Linked DNA regions of Mus musculus: all the other regions are linked to region 2. The links are chromatin contacts, called in public Hi-C and promoter capture Hi-C maps. All regions are on one chromosome and are shown on one strand. The core of a region is the stretch at or near the end of the contact, and the rest is flanking DNA. Distances in the headings are between cores, read along the strand shown. Region 1 holds the start of Aplp2 (amyloid beta (A4) precursor-like protein 2). Region 2 overlaps Snx19 (sorting nexin 19). Region 3 holds the start of 1700023A20Rik (RIKEN cDNA 1700023A20 gene).

Region 1 (2,700 bases), core at 143-2,642, 770 kb before region 2:
TAACATTTATCGAATGAGGTCCCCATTTGGAGACTCACTGGGCGTAATTCATGTCTTGTCAGTGATGTGAGAGACATAGAGACCTAGCCATGGGAAAGTGCCACGGTATGATACAGCCCTCTCAGCATTCTGAGGTGGGTGAAATGACATCTGTGTAAGGTGTTTCCTGTAGGTGGAATGGAGGATTGTGGGAATGGAGCAGGAGCAGGAAGGGCTGTGCAATGGAAAGGTGTCTGGCATCCATTGAGAATGAGGCAGAGCCAGTTTGACCACAGCGGGACTGCTTACGTTGGCGTGCAGTTGCAGAATGCATCTGTAAAATACAGGGTCCTTACTGTCCCACTCTGCCCACTATAGACACTGTCTCTCCCTCTCCACTAAGATGCTTCCTGCGGAGAGGAACTTGGTTCTTGATATGGTTGAAGCTAAAGAAATGAGTCCAGGTCTCTGCAGAGGGTGGTACATAAATCACCCGCTACGGAAAGGAAACAAAGCCAGCAGAGCCCTCGTGATGGAGAGGACAAGGTGCCAGTTGTGAACTGGGGCAGCAGGCCGCTTTCCCAGGAACCAAGATGCTGGGGAGCATGAAAAAAGAGAGAAAGCGTGTCTTTTGCTTTAGAGATCTTAAACTGAAGAAAAATGATGCCAGAATCCTGTCCTGAAACACATGAGAAGGGGGGTGGGGGGGTGGGAGCTTGTGTTTCAGTGGCCTGGCGCCACTGGCCTCGGCGGGGAAGGCCTCTCTGTGCCGCAGGGGCTGTGACGACGAGGAGGGGCAGGGAAAGGACCTAAGGAGCAGAGGTCAGCGGTGTGCAGACACTGCGGGTTCAGGGGCGAAACAAGGGCGCAGAGGTCTGGGGGGGAAGAGCGCGCCCCGTGCAGCGCTGGGGAGAGCAGAATGTCGGCGTTCATCCTCCAGGGCGACAGGGTCGGTCCTCTGCAAACCGTCCGGAACTCCCAACAATTCATCCTGTTTTTAATTAAAACATTTTCCAGAAGCCCCAAAGAGGGCGGTACCCAAAGGAATATGGAAAATATCCTGCAGGGTTAGGGGAGTGGGGCGTGCCCAAATCCCGATGCTGAAGGTGGATGATGTAGAGCCACCCCAGGAGACAACCAAACAGGAGCCTCCCGCCCTGGGAACAGCGGCCCACGGTCTACCCGCGAAGACTCCTGCGCCCCCAGCCTCGGGTCCAGAGCGGGGGCGGGGCTGGCCGTGGCTTGGGGCGGGGCCACGAGGGGGCACGCGCTGGGCGGGGAGGGGAGTCGGTGTATCCGTGCTCTGATTGGACCTGGGCTAAACAAGGGGAGGTATCTTAGGCCAGTTATGCCGGCTCGTATTGGGTCCTGTCGAAGAGGGGCGTGGTTTTGTGAAGTCAGTTCCGGTCGATGTAAAACCCCCGGGGCGGCGGCGAACGGGCTTCAGACGCTTCTGGGTCGCGGTAGGGAAGCGCTGTAGCCTGGCTGTGCGAGAGACGGGGAGAGCCCAGCGCCACAGCGACCTGGAGAAGGATGGCGGCCACCGGGACCGCGGCCGCTGCGGCCACCGGCAAGCTTCTTGTCCTGCTGCTGCTCGGGCTCACGGCGCCCGCTGCGGCTCTGGCTGGCTACATAGAGGTGAGGACCAGGCGAGCTCCCGATCTGCGTCTCCTCCGGTCGCCCGGGAGCACGGCCTGTGGGCGGGCGTGGGACCGGGGGCGCGGCGCGAGGCTCGGCGCAGCGGCGGGTTGCCTTCCCCCCACCCCGCCCGCGCGCCTCAGCTTTGCGCAGAGCTTAGCGCCGAGGTCGGGCTGCCTCTGTCGCCGCAGAGGCCAAATGAAAGGCGTCGGGGCTGCGGGGCCGCCCCAGCCCCCTACCCGCTGGCGGCGCCGCCGCATCCTCGGGGACACCGCACCGCGCGCTCTCCCTCCCCCGGGGCCGTGCGCGCCTCAGCCGTGCGCCCTGCGGCCCCGCGGCGCTCTAAATGGGGCGGCCTGCACCGGGTCCCCGGTGCCCGCAGCGGTCGGGGGCCTGGGCTTCGGGCTCGCACCTTGACGGTCGGCGCGCAGCAGTCGTTGACCAGGTGGACTTGGCAGCGGGGATGCGGCTCCAGCCCTGGCGAGTGGCCGAGATGCCGAGGGAGCGGGGAGAGGAGGCGCCGCCAGGGCAGCGGGGCGCTCTGCGCCCTCCCTTGCCTCCCAGTCGTTTGCACAAGTCTGGCAAACTAGGGAGCCCGGCTTTCCTCCTCCCAGGGGACGTTGAAGCTATCCACCAGTACATTTGGAAAGCTTCAGGGGGTACTTTACGTGGGTCAGGGTCACAGTGATTGTTCTGCACCAGAGGTCACCCCCGTTAACCTGGTGAAGTCGTCTAGGGTCCCAGGTGGTTGGCGGGAGTTCAGGCCGCTGGAAGAGCCAGGATGTCGGATGTGGAACCCGTACTGCAGCTTGCTCTGCACCTAGCCTCCCCGCAAGAACCCTCTGTCGCCTAGGGAGACATGGGACTTTATTTTTACTTACTTTCTCGAAATAATGCTTGAACTGTAGGACTGGACTGTGTGTTTCTGGTGTTGTTTATTTCTTCTTGCGCCTGCTTGTATTAAAAAAAAAAAAAAAACCCACCGTGGCTTTCTGTACGTTGAGCCAGTGTCAGAGATTGCGTTTGATAAAATAGGCATGACCTGAGAATGTTCTAATTAAAAACCCGGCTCAGAGTGAATTC
Region 2 (2,700 bases), core at 145-2,644:
ACAGGAGGGAGGCAGTATGAGGGGAAGGAACTGTTCAGGCAGTGAAGCGGGATGTCTATGTGGCAGAACTGCACATCAGCACATACAGTAATAGTAGGCTTCCCTGCTAGTGAGACTGTAATAAATGTCAGGTTCTTTCCTATTGTAACTGCTTGTGTCCTTTTGGTGGCAGGTCTTGAGTTTCCCTTAAGAAGTAACTAATGTCACAAAGGCCCCTCAGGCTGTTACACACATACACACCAAGAAAGTCAGCTTGTGTGGAGTTCTACCCATATAATGCCTATGACTCCAGAGTGACATAAGAGAAGAGTAGCAATAGTGTTCACATCAGCCATTGGTGATTGTCCTTGGGAGACACACAGGTATCCCACTGGGCAGCCCACACTCTCCAGTGATCATACCTCTGCCACCACCTTCTGGAATTTCTCAAGAGCTGGCTTGTTAAGCAATACCTTTCCTAAGAGGACTCCATGACCTATCAGAAGCTCTAGAAATTGCCATTTACTATTTAATTTTCTCCTGGGCTTGCTGTTTGTCGGATTCCTTCACCCTGCATGTTCTCTTCTTCTCAGTATAGTGGCTTTTTGAACTTTTAACTCTCCTCTCCTCCCAGGTCACTGAAACTTTGTTCTCTACCATGTCAGGTAAGTTCCTCTCCATATGTCCCCAACACACAAACACATACTCATTTCCTCTCTCACTACACTTTAAGAAATGTAGACAGAGATGCCAGGAATGTGTCTGCTGCCCTTCTGACATAGGGTCTGATGCCATCTTCGGGGCCATGGGGAGGGCAGAGCCAATGGATATGGCATTCACGTACTCGGATGCTGGCCTGGCTCCTATTTTTATCGTGGCATGGCTCTGGGCATCTAGGCAGGGAGCTGGTCCAGCTTCTTCTCATTCCTTTACTCTCTACATCAGGGCTCCAAAATAATTCTACCCCTTACCTTGGCTGGGTCTTCCTGCCCCAAGCCTTCTACCATCAATGGGGCGCAGTACCTCTCTCCTTCCCCCCAACCCAGACTAGTTCTGAGTACTTTTCCAGTTTCCTAAATCCATTTCTGATGCATACAGGGAACTGTAAAATATCTTCTGTTTCGGACACAAGACGTTTGCACGAGCTGGATTCATTCGTTCCCTGGCTTAGACTGCTATCCTCACTCCCCTTTCCTCCCAAATAAGGAGTTCTCCTTGTTATATAATTGGATATTCCCAGCACAGAAGCTGACATGAGGTCAGCCACGCATGCGTGCAACACTTGCCTTTGACTTAACCATGCCTTTTTTGGGCATCTAACTTCTCTTGAGCTTCCCTCCCCCACTCTCTCCACACCATCAACAATCAAGGGAGATTTATAAGCCTGGCACAGCCCGGAGCTCCTCCAACGTTGGCTCAGAAGGAGGGGTCATGAGGTTGAATTTACTCTGTCTCCCCCTGCCCCGCCTTTGCAGCTAGAGAGAGTGTGCTTACAATCTGGCAGGAGTCCCTGGAGTCCAAGGCAGTTCTGTATATAGGTCTTTCAAGGGAGCAGGGAGTGGAGGAAGCTGGAAGCAGCAGAAGCGAGCATGTCTGCATGGAGATAATGACGCCCAATGGTGGGAAGAGAGGACATTTTGAGGGGCACAGCACCTATATCTAGGTGGCACCCCCTCCTGGACACCAAGACTGCACAGCGCTTAGGAAAGGTAAAGCAGGCACAGCAGCCATCTGTGGCCAGTGACAGCCACCATGTACCTTAAAGCACAGAGAAGGCAGGAGCCCAAGCGCCCTGCAAAAGACTATGGCTCCAGTATTTAAGGTTTCAGACAGAAATGTGGGTGACAGTCATGGGGACACTAGGAACTTATATGCCATCCCTTGTAGTGGGGTCAGGGTGGGTGTGTTGGGTGTGTGTGTATGTCCTGCAGCTTCAGGAGAGGTCAAATTCCCAGCTTTTTTGCTTACCACACAAACACCTTTTTAAAAAATAATGACTACAGTTTTCCTAGGGGGCAGTTAGGGAGGCTACCATCGGAGGTCAGAGGTGCTCTCCTCGCTCCAAGTAGATATGGGCATGCAGTTTGGAGTCTATAGACTACCTGATCATCTCCTCTTAGGGGGACTAGGGGATAGTTGCTGCTCAGAGCAGTGACTTTCAGGTCTTCCCTTGAAGCCATGGAGCGAAGGTCTAACCCTGACAGTTAAGAGAACCACTACAGATGAAACATGGAAAAGCATGGATGGTTTCCCTTCTGCATGTGTTATTTATGAACCTTATGGTTTGACTTAATAACCCCAATTCCGTATAAACCATAGATTCCCCCAGGTTATAAGTGGGGATCATAAATACCTCTTTCACAGAGCTCTTTAAGTGGATTAAACTATAAAATATGCTCAAGGTGTCACATATAGTGTCTGTGTGAATTACCTCTCAATAAACATTTGCTGCATAGTGAATACATATAAGCCAATAAGATTATCCATTGAAATAGTAACTTCTGAAGTGAGCCCTGTTTTCTTCACATTATTACACATACGCCAACTTGTTGATGGAAGACTGTGGACCACAGGAGTCAAATCCTTGAAGCCTTTGGATGGAGGGAAATGGTCCATTCTGGAAAGACCAGGACTTCCCCCCTTTTCTTACTTCTATTAACAAAAGTACCTAGAACATTATAAAGCTAGAATGCATCCTGAGAGCCAAATAAAAACACTATA
Region 3 (2,700 bases), core at 20-2,519, 940 kb before region 2:
TCTTACCTCACCAGGTGTCAGGCTCCTTACCTGTAGTTAAGGAGGAGTTGGACCAGGCCCTTCCTACCTTTCTTTTCTCTTAGGATCTTAAAGGGAATCTCCAGCTAAGTGAGCTTACATTAACAGTGAAGATCCTTCCCACTTCCCAAGTTCTCAAATGATAATGGGTAAGTCTGTAATATACCTAGAATGGAAGCTCTTTTCTGCAAAATGATTTCACGTTCTGACAGTATTTCAGATCAAGGAAAGATACGGCGAGTGTTACATGGACACAGCTGTGTGGTCCCCAGGTAACTGTGCGCGCTCATCGTCAGCACACAGAGAATTGAGGACATCCTGCACGCATGTAGCGCCTAAATAACTGAGTGAAAGTGAGAAAGGAGCAAGACACCTGCACGTAACAAAACTTAAAAAAAAGAAAGAAAAAAAGAAAGGAAGGAAGGCCGGCAGGCAGACCGACAGACAGAGGCAACCTGATGCTTAGAATAAACTCCTCTTAGCGTAAGTGGCATAGACAGCGTGCAAAGCCAGTTACCTCATCTGACAGGTGCACAATGTACACAACTCACTCAGAAGCTGCTTCCAATACCGGCGGTTGATTAAGCTACACATAATTATCTAGCGACAACCGCTGCCTTGCCACTTATTCTGCACAAGAACTCAAAATACAAAAACAGGGGCGCTGCTAGCGAGCCGGAACCCCGGAAGCTGCCGATTTCTAAGTGTTGGGGGTGTCCCGGGCTGCTTCGCTAGACCAGGAAGGCCTCTTCTCTGCACCTGGGCTAGCCCACCCTCTAGACCCTCGCGAGCAACCAGCAAGCAAGGACCTCGGACCGCAGCCCCACGTCGCCAGCCCCACCTGCGCGCAGCGCGCCGCGGCCCGCCCCTCCCCCACACGTCCTCCCCCTAACCCTCGCCCACCCGGCAGCCGCACGCCACGCGTGGGGCCCGCCGCGTGCCCACGGCAACGCCCCGCTTCTCCCTTTCTCCCCGCTTCTCCCCTTCCCCCGGCACCCACCAAACCCGACGCCTGGGCCCGCCCTCACCTCAGCAGAGTCCGCGGGTCTCACCCGGGGTTCGTCGGGCCGTGGGCTCCGAAACGCGCTCGCTCCCGCAAGGCGTCTGGGTACGCGCACGTTCCGGGCTCCGGCAGCGGAAGGGGCGGGACCTGTGGGGCGAAACCTAACGGCGGGGCGGAGCGTATTGGGCAGGACGGGCAGGGGCGGAGCCTGTGGCAGCACCTGAACCGCCCCGACGCGTCTGGTGCCACAAGCTACGTCGGTGCGGAGAAGGCACGATCCATTCTGTGCGGGGTTCTCCTGGCTCAGGAGCTTTGGAGGATAGAGCGATGTCGCCTTTTGTCAGCTGCGAAGCAAGAGCACAGTCTGACAGGCACCGTGCTAACCACCACTTCTTGTGTGACAAAATTTTTCCAGGGGATACTCAACACGACAAATCAAAATACCGAGACCACCCAAGTCCAACTTGGTGAACTACTATTGGGATTACTTGCAGGCATATGGGTGAGGGTTTACTTAACAAGAGCAGAAATGACTTAGCTGAAAAACCAAGGCTCACCCCAGCATGAGTGACAACTCACAAAAGCTGGGAACCTGAAACACTGCACAGCCTACAAGCAGCTCAACAGGTTGCAATGAGTCCTTTCCAGGTGCCTCAGTTGGTCTACACCTTTCCAGGCAGCTCAGCTGGTTTCTGCTGCCTCCAGGTAGCTGGTCTGGCCTCAGAGTCGACTTTGTAGCTTTTTCCCCAACTCAGAATCCTCAGTTTAGCGTCCTTCCATCTGAGAAGGTCTCTCAGCTTTTATCGTTTATTCTGGCAGAGAGGAGCCTAAAGAATCTGATCCGTTTCGGGGACTTCCTGAAGCTATTTTGAGTTGCTTAAAGAGCTTTTCTTGAGTTGTTTAAAGAGCTTCCCTGCAGAAGAAAACTGTTAGACACCACCACTCTGTCGGGAAGGCTTTGCTGAGGCCACCAGACAGTGGAGGACCTCTTGCAGTCTTGAAGGTTGGGAAATATAACACAGACTCTAACCCATGTCTCCAAGTCCGCACAACTTGCAGAAAGTGAAAACATCGACAACTTACTCTTATGATTCATCATTACGCCTTCTTTCTCTAAGACCGTCTTATTTAGAATGTCTTCTCAAGTATTCTACAGTTCACCCTCTGGTCCTGCGTGGGTTAGCCACTGTTCCTTCGGTTTAATAAACATGTCAGGGGAGCAGGGCATGCCAGGCATGTCCTTCTCTCAGTGGAAAATAGTGCTTTCCAAATAAAGCCAAATCTTTGCACCCATGCGCACGCGCACACACACCCACTGACTCTATAAGCGTCCTTGGATCAGCGGGGCATGGTGGCGCAAGCCTTTAATCCCAGCACTCGGAAGGTAGGCAGAGGCAGAGAGGCAGAGAGGCAGAGAGGCAGAGAGGCAGAGAGGCAGAGAGGCAGAGAGGCAGAGAGGCAGAGAGGCAGAGAGGCAGAGAGGCAGAGAGGCAGAGAGGCAGAGGCAGGTGGATTTCTGAGTTCAAGGCCAGTCTGGTCTACAAAGTGAGTTCCAGGACAGCCTGGGCTATACAGATAAACCCTGTCTCGAAGAAAACAAAAAACAAACAAAAAAGATGTCCTTGGATCCTGTTGGAATTAGAAACCACCAATTAGAAATGGCAGTGCAGCGTCACTCT

The links. Promoter capture Hi-C pulls out the DNA fragments that hold promoters and counts their contacts. Hi-C and Micro-C count contacts between places; a contact is called where the count stands out from the background.
Region 1: a Hi-C map of uterus shows a contact between it and region 2, with 2.6 times the contacts expected there. The contact joins the promoter of Aplp2 here to the enhancer-like site in region 2. A contact is called at or near these places in 2 of 39 promoter capture datasets (liver and pre-B cells), 1 of 484 Hi-C or Micro-C datasets (uterus) and 1 of 9 other capture datasets (embryonic stem cells).
Region 3: a contact with region 2 is called in a promoter capture Hi-C map of liver, with 5 times the contacts expected there. The contact joins the promoter of 1700023A20Rik here to the enhancer-like site in region 2. A contact is called at or near these places in 14 of 39 promoter capture datasets (the 3T3-L1 cell line, 3T3-L1-derived adipocytes, the C10 cell line and 8 more), 3 of 484 Hi-C or Micro-C datasets (CD4 T cells, cortical neurons and olfactory sensory neurons), 3 of 115 datasets of contacts at active chromatin or transcription factors (astrocytes, bone marrow-derived macrophages and large pre-B cells) and 3 of 9 other capture datasets (adipose tissue, liver and pancreatic islet).

Annotation. Positions count from the first base shown.
Region 1 is chr9:31,210,540-31,213,239 of GRCm38.p6, reverse strand. Aplp2 (amyloid beta (A4) precursor-like protein 2) reads left to right here and starts at 1,392. Exons shown (of 18, transcript NM_001357698.1): 1 at 1,392-1,617. The coding sequence starts at 1,513.
Region 2 is chr9:30,444,060-30,446,759 of GRCm38.p6, reverse strand. The region is part of intron 8 of Snx19 (sorting nexin 19); the gene reads right to left. Among named protein-coding and RNA genes, the nearest start is that of Snx19, 18 kb to the right of the region's middle. Within about 2 kb of position 1,394, at least 30 of the 459 cell types and tissues checked have an H3K27ac peak or open chromatin away from gene starts, as enhancers often do. A contact at or near this core is called in adipose tissue and uterus, where this site is marked.
Region 3 is chr9:31,384,617-31,387,316 of GRCm38.p6, reverse strand. It overlaps 1700023A20Rik (RIKEN cDNA 1700023A20 gene), which reads left to right and starts at 1,269. Exons shown (of 1, transcript NR_165167.1): 1 at 1,269-2,314. Nfrkb (nuclear factor related to kappa B binding protein) reads right to left here and starts at 1,125. Exons shown (of 26, transcript NM_172766.3): 1 at 1,047-1,125.